Linked DNA regions of Mus musculus: region 2 is linked to region 1. A link is a contact called in public HiChIP or PLAC-seq data. All regions are on one chromosome and are shown on one strand. Each heading gives the region's core, a stretch centred on a gene start, on an enhancer-like site or on the middle of the called end of the contact. The rest is flanking DNA. Distances are from core to core; before and after follow the strand shown.

What was found. HiChIP or PLAC-seq counts read pairs in DNA pulled down with a chosen protein or histone mark.
Region 2: a contact with region 1 is called in an H3K4me3 HiChIP or PLAC-seq map of forebrain, with 4 times the contacts expected there. The contact joins the enhancer-like site here to the promoter of 3110099E03Rik in region 1. A contact is called at or near these places in 7 of 39 promoter capture datasets (the 3T3-L1 cell line, the HPC-7 cell line, frontonasal cranial neural crest and 4 more), 6 of 484 Hi-C or Micro-C datasets (cerebral cortex, cortical neurons, embryonic fibroblasts and 2 more), 8 of 115 datasets of contacts at active chromatin or transcription factors (astrocytes, craniofacial prominence, embryonic basal ganglia and 5 more) and 1 of 9 other capture datasets (liver).

What each region holds. Positions count from the first base shown.
Region 1 is chr2:115,510,426-115,513,987 of GRCm38.p6, reverse strand. It overlaps 3110099E03Rik (RIKEN cDNA 3110099E03 gene), which reads left to right and starts at 1,787. Exons shown (of 3, transcript NR_030712.1): 1 at 1,787-1,849.
Region 2 is chr2:116,044,159-116,047,720 of GRCm38.p6, reverse strand. The region is part of intron 7 of Meis2 (Meis homeobox 2); the gene reads left to right. Among named protein-coding and RNA genes, the nearest start is that of Meis2, 19 kb to the left of the region's middle. Within about 2 kb of position 1,945, at least 20 of the 459 cell types and tissues checked have an H3K27ac peak or open chromatin away from gene starts, as enhancers often do. A contact at or near this core is called in astrocytes, cerebral cortex, forebrain and 1 more, where this site is marked.

The sequences.
Region 1 (3,562 bases), core at 538-3,037:
TGCAGTTTTTAAGACTGCCTCTTTTCTGAAAGGTCAGATGGCTGCCCAGTTTAGTCATTTCGTGTGTTTATGCATGCCTCCGCTGGGATAAGGCATTACAAAACAAAGCCCCGGATTGCAATCAATCTTGGCCTAAGTGCAAAGTCACCCGACCAATCTCTGGAATCCTGTGCCTATCATGAGACAGGGGGAAGGAAGGGCTTGTGCCTCCTGCACTTCTTCTCAAGAGAAAAGACAAAACCCCTTCCTAAGCCTTTGTAGGGCTCCTGCTTCTCCTCTGCAGCCTGACCCATCTCTCAAATTCAAATTACAGGGTTTTCTAAAAATACATCCTTCATCAAACATCCTAATTTACAGTAGCTATTTTTCACAGAGAAATGCCTGATTTTTTGTTCATTTTTTCTTGTTATTGTTGTTGTTGTTGTCTAATTCAGATTGTAAATGTCCTAAAAATGTTCTCCTGGAGTTATTTTTAAAACCTCATGGTAAGTTAGGTGTAAATACTGTGACTATTACTGGGACCTTAGGAAGCAACATATTTTTGACTGATTCCTGGAGGTGAGAATGCCATTTGGAATTTTAATTAATTTAATTTCCATTTTAGATAAAATTACTCTGAGAAATCTTAATTCTAATGAATAAATGGATTTTATTTTTTCTTTTCTTTCTTTTTTTTTTTTCCATTGAAGATTCCATTAGAGTTAGGGAAAAAATAGAGGATAAAGTTTCCTTTAAAGAAAAATTAAGGCTACAGACAGCCTTAATAAACCTTCTGCAAAGTAATCGAGAATAGCCAGTGGTCTGTTCTCTGCAGAATTAGTTCTTCCAAAACAATACTAAAACTGAGCAGTCGTACTTTTTACAACTCTGGAGACTATCTAAACAAAATGAGCAGATTTATAGGGCTATTTTTAGTGCGCGTCACTGCATTACAGTTTACATTCGCTTTTGAACCTTATTTGACATCCCTAGTAGAAAAATACAGGCAGAACACTCATTAAGACCCTTCATAAAGACAGTCTCCACGGGGCCGTTACCCCCCAAAAAAACCAAAGTTGAGGTGTGTTTCAGAATGTTCTTTTGGACTCGAAAGTTTGTTTCCATTTGTCAAGAAAACTCTGAGCCCAATCGCAGATCCAGAGGGTCTGTTTATGACCGCCTCTCCTGCCCTACTCGTTGGTGGTATGTCCTAAAAACAGAAGTAAAATCACACTCTCACGGTTGGGAATTTTCAGAGAGCAACAGGTAAGTAGGCTATGTCTAAGTACCTATTGTTTTCCCACAAATTGTAAAGTCACTTCCAAGTATAAGTAACTTGCTGAAAAAGTGAAACATTGGGACTTTCTGCAAACCATTCTTGCATGGAAGGAAAAAAAAACATGGAAGAGCTTATGCAATGTTATGAAATATTTCACCACACAGATTTATGGAAAAGCTACAGTTGCATTTTAAAATATAGTCAGGAGAATTAAGTGCTTGCATTTTGGACACCAAGTTTCTTTAGCTTTTCCATCCAGAGAGAGAGGTGGGTGTCTATTTCCTTCATGGGCTGTCCTACCTTCACCGGAGGTTACAAATGAAGACTCCATCTCCTTTGTGTATTGTGGGAAAAAAAAATCAGCCAGAGGAAAATACCAGAAAGACAAGTTCAGATGCAGCTGTCATGTCTTTTCCTCCAATGGGAAGGGGACGCTTTCATAAGGTTAGACTGTCCGGGGAACTACATTGACATCCTGCTAAGTGTTACGTGTTTTTATATTAACTGTGCTCAGTAAGACTCTACAATAAGGAAATGCCTTAGCTGTAGACATCATTTATGGAACCGTATAAATAGAGCTCACATTCAAAGGTAAGAAAACAGACAGGATTTTACACCAACTACCCTCTGATAAGATTATGTTTTCAAAGCGAAAACCATGTCTACAGAATGTTGTGGTGTGGAAGTATCCGATTAAACTCTTAGGAAAACAGACTTTTCCACAAGCGGCCTCTTTATTTGCCACACCTCGGGGATCTGATTAAAAGTTAGTGTACTGCATTTAAACCTGAAAAGGGATTCGTGTAAAATTATGGCTTCACAGATTGCTCTTTGAGAACTGAAGATGAAACGAGAAAATGACATTTGGACTAAGAGCCATTGTAACTGCTGGAAAAATGTCAATGGAGGCATTTGGGGGAGGTTTCAGCTTGCTATAGAGGAATCAAATGACCTAAGAAAGTAGTTTTATAGCTGAATGAGTGTTTTTAACGAGTTAAACATGTTACTACGAGGACCTTAAAGCCACGCTGTAAACAATAGCTTTGATTAAAAGATTGTCAGGATTGTTTGTTTAAATTTTTTTTTTTTTTTGTATTTTAAGTTTTCAATCATACTATTTGGCTTTGCAGTATGAAGAAATGATATATTTCTACTGAATTTATCAATTACTAATTAATTTGGTGGTGAGTGCCTAATTTGAGGTTCTATTTAGCATAGGTCCAGGTTGAATTTCTTCTAACGTTTGGTTATCCTTGGCCTATTTAACATATGAATTAAACCCAAATATCTTTGAAAACTCAACCCATACCTTTTCCTTCCCAGATCATAAAAATAATTTATTGTCGTAATCTCAATTTATAGTTTAGTTAGGCAGAGTGAAAATACGACCTCTGAAGGAATCCCCCCCCCCTTAGCTCCAGTCTGCTTTACAGTGGGTTGTGTGTGTTGCTACAAGTTGCTGTAGCTAACACTTAATATGTTGATGTAAGAGAAATAAGCTGCTCTGCATTTAAAAATAATATTTAGATGAGCAAACATGCAAAATCCTCTGAAAATAGATGATTTTGCTCCTTGTAACTTTAACTGAAAAATATGAAAGAAAAAAAATGAGAGAAACCTAGCCATAAGGCCAATCTATTGCAAGCAGGGACAGATGAGAGATTTTTCAAAATTAAACTGCTAGGAAAAGCAGTTGTGAGGCAGTCTGTTTTCTTACTGGGGATGGGAGGAATCAAGGGTATTATAATTGAAAATGCATGCCTATAGCAACTAAAATGTTCTTTTAGGATATTCTTGTTTTGTTTCATAAATATATTTTGAAAAAAAATCAAAATGATTAACAACGTTTTTTTTTAATTTTGGTGATCTTTCCAGTTCTGGTGGATTTAGTTCAAATTTTAAAACATTGCTTTATGTGTTGTATATTTTTGCCCATAAAGCATTCTCCAAATGGTAGTTATTTATGTGAATAAAAGAACAAAGCATGGAAATATGGCTTTTCTTCCTACTCCATTATTGAAACGGAATATGATCATTAGCCAGGGCCGGGGTTTAGTCGCAACACTTTGAAAAATAGCCTAAATGAATAGGTGTCAAATTAATCAAGAATGGAACGATTGCATTATTTTAAAAAACTATATATACCATTAGGGGGTTTCGGCTATAAATAATTGTTATGAAGAAAAGAGGAGGTTTCATCTTAAAAAAATTAGCATACGCCACCTCTTTAGGGTGTTAAAAAGATTGAGCGCTCAACAAGGATTTGTGAAAATCACGACCAGGGAAGCGGGATTATAATAACAT
Region 2 (3,562 bases), core at 696-3,195, 530 kb before region 1:
GAGCAGACTGAATGGCCTAGTGGGGCTATCTTCCAGAAACTTCTCCGGTGTGAGGCTCCCTCTGACCTTTCACTTGGCTCAGGAGCCCCGAGCTTCATTTTTCACATTCTTGCAATTACGTTAACGCTTCAAGCATTTCTGACTCCAAGTCAGCTAGCAACACCAGGCATAACTCAACACTGTGAGTTTTTCTCTTCTCTGTAGATTCATTAACAGGTCACGAAGGTCCCAACTGAAATTTAAAACTGACTGGTTCTGTTGGGTTAGTTGAGTTATGGCGAAAGGGATAACAGGAAGGGTCAGAGAGGAGAGGAGGCAGAAGAGGAACCGATGTAGGCTTAGGCAGCAGGAAACAGCCACCAGAGCAAACAAAGCATGGAGTTTTATCATTTTATTTAGTCAGTTCTGTTTTATTAAGGGTTTTTAGTCAAGAAAGAGAAAGACATGTAAGAGTGATCCTCTGGGGAGGGAAAAAACCCCCACTGATCCCTCCATGCTGTGGGTAGCTGCACCCACTTATCCCTTGCTGAAGGATTTGATCCCCCAAGCTTTTTGTTCCTTTAATCATATCTCTGTGGGATTAAAGAATGGACACGGTGGTTTATGTGTGTGAAGACTGGGAAGTCTGTCTCTCCAACAGCCTCCTCAACTGTGTTAAAGTTTGAGAGAAAGCGCGGAAAAGTTATCGCTTTGATAAGATGGCGAAAGTTGGTGCAAGGAGAATTTTTCTATCTGACTCACTGGGTCAGTAGTTAAAATGCATGTATGAGGGTGTTGTGTTGTGTTGTGTTGTTTTTGACAGTAGACCCTAAAATTTAGAAGCCCGACTTACTTACTTATGTTTTGCTCCTATAATCTTTTAAACATGTTAAAGTTACTTTTATACTTTGTTCCACCAAAATGCTCAGAGTAGCTTTCAGTGGGGAAAGATTAATTATCTGCTTCGGGGCAAAGTCAACAGAGATATTGACTGAAATCACATATGCTTATCACAGGTTAGATCTTAGAGCTGATGTAGAATGGAAAACCTGGGAGGGAAATTTATGTTCTTCATATTAAATATATCATAATGTTTCGTTGAAACCTAAGTTTGCAGTGCACAGGAGACTTTAGTTACTTCTTCAGAATTTATTAGCACAACAGGCATATGGAAAACTGTAAAATGATTCCATTTCAAAACAAATTATGATAAACAGAAGAAATAGGGATGAATTGTACTAAATACAATGTTTTCATACACATTTTAAATTAAACTTTAATAGCCATATGCTATAAAACAATACATGCATTTATGTTGCTTTAAAATTTTTGTGAATATTTTTACAATGATGATTCTCACAAATCTTTACTTTGGAACCTAAAAACATCTCGTTTTATGACCTGATACTGAAAGAGCTCCAGTTACATGGGTGAAAGGTCACCTTTTCTCTTAGGAGTTTGTATGATAAACTGAATGGAGAAAAGAAAGCACAATTCTTTAATATTGTAAAAAAAAAAAAAAAAGATGAACTTGGAGAAATGTAGAGTCTGGCTTTATCTTTCCAACCATACACCAGTCAACTGTATAAATCTGAGCCCAACTTTTCATTCACTAGGTTTTCTGTTTTCGAAAAGCAGCCAAAGGGAGGGCGTTTGTCTTGTTAGTCACATTCCATGGGGAAGGAAATCTGGTTTTTCAAGGATAGAATTAGGGTGCAGACTCAGAGCTTTGGGGCAGTCACTGCTCGTCTTTGTGCCTGACTTCCCGGCAGTAAAATGGGGCCTGATAATAAGGCTTGGGGTCCCTAGTTCTGTACCTGCTGTTGAGTCAAAAGATGCTTTGTGTTCCATTGTGTACTTGCCAGAGTGAAGGCTAAGAAGCAGCTTCCTTGCTCCTGGAGCACTCTGAGAGCCTCAGATAAAAGGCACAGGATATGTACAAAGTATTATTATTATTGATGGGTTTGTGTAACTCCCATTAACGCTGATGGGAGCTACACATGTGAATTGGCAAGAGAATAGGCCCCTCAGTGTTTAGAGCACATGAAATTTACATTTTTTCCAGTGCTGTAATTGAGATGTTGACAAATTGGAGAATATTGATGAGCCTTTGTTTTAAGTATTTCGTGCCAAGTTTGTTTTATTCTTTCTGGTTTGAACAATGGTCTGGGTTCAGCAGCAGTGAATAAAAAGGGTAGAGTAAAGATAACTTTGTATTTCAATATTTTGATGTGCCAATATGAAATAAATTGTCTTAGGCAAATGGAATATGCTGTTTTAATCATTAGCTATGCATGAAAGAAAAATTGATGTTGACATCTTTGCTGTAAAATCGTTGTAATGGGGCCTTCCTTACAATTCATTTTTGTAAAATTCATTTTGTACGTTTTGCAGCAATTGAACAATCCCTGCACTGTGAATAGGCAGGATTCCCAGAAATACCGAGACAGTTGGCCCAGTAACTGCTGAGCTCACAGTGCACATCACACACACGTTAACCATCCTGTTGCCAGACCCAGATTAACCCAAATACATGAACATGTTAGCATCTATATCTCTAATCACTCACGACCCAGGGCTGTATAAGCCAGCAGGGCTCCCCTCGACTCTGCCACCAGGCCCCTCCATTGATGTCACCATCTATCATCCAGGCAACGAGGCTAGAATCCCACAGCTAGATGTTTATTTAGTTATTATACAGTTATTTAGCAACCGTAGTGTTGAAATCTGCAAACGTCCCTTTAGTAATGAATGGAAGCCCTTATAGTTAAGCACATGTGTAAGATAGCATGACACTTTTGAGTTTATATTATATTGCAGCTATGAAATAATATTTTTGCTGCTTTAAATATTCCAGTTATATATTTAAAGGAAGAGGCAGGGAACCCACATACTGAGGGTCCTGAATATTCTCTGCTGGGATTTCTCATTCAGTCTAGGAAAACTCTGTCAATGGAATGTTTTCATAGTGGCGGCAATCTCTTTAAAATAACCCTAAATACAATATGACAGACACCATCTGGCATCATCTTTTGCTAGATGCTTTTAACTTTTATTTTTCCTAGAGTTGAGTTCACCCCAAACTGGTCACTAACTTATGATAAGTACACTAGCATCTCTCTTCCTTCTGATTGTTATCAACATTTTTTTCTCTTTAACTACAATTGATAGTTGAACATGGCCAGAGAAGAATCTGTTATATATAAAATATTCATATGACACTTCCTTTCCCCCCCCAATTAGATAAATATAAAAGCCACCTTTCAATCATTAGCAAACACTTAGGTTTGCTTTGTTGATATCTTAGGACATTTTAGGTAGTCGCCATCAGAAATAAAATTAACGTCTTCTAACAAATACTTGTAATGGTTGCCCATAAATGCAATGCTTAAAAGCTTTCTATAGTTGCTGTTAATTTTGACTAACTTCATTCTCATCTATATATATATATATAAACTTACCTGAAGAATCCAGAGTTAGGATTTCCAGATTTTTTTTTAACTTAGTCATGGAAAGGGATGTCTCCTGATGCCAGTTAGAGTTTAATTTAGAGTAGTAATTAAACTTGAATACTGCCTCATAA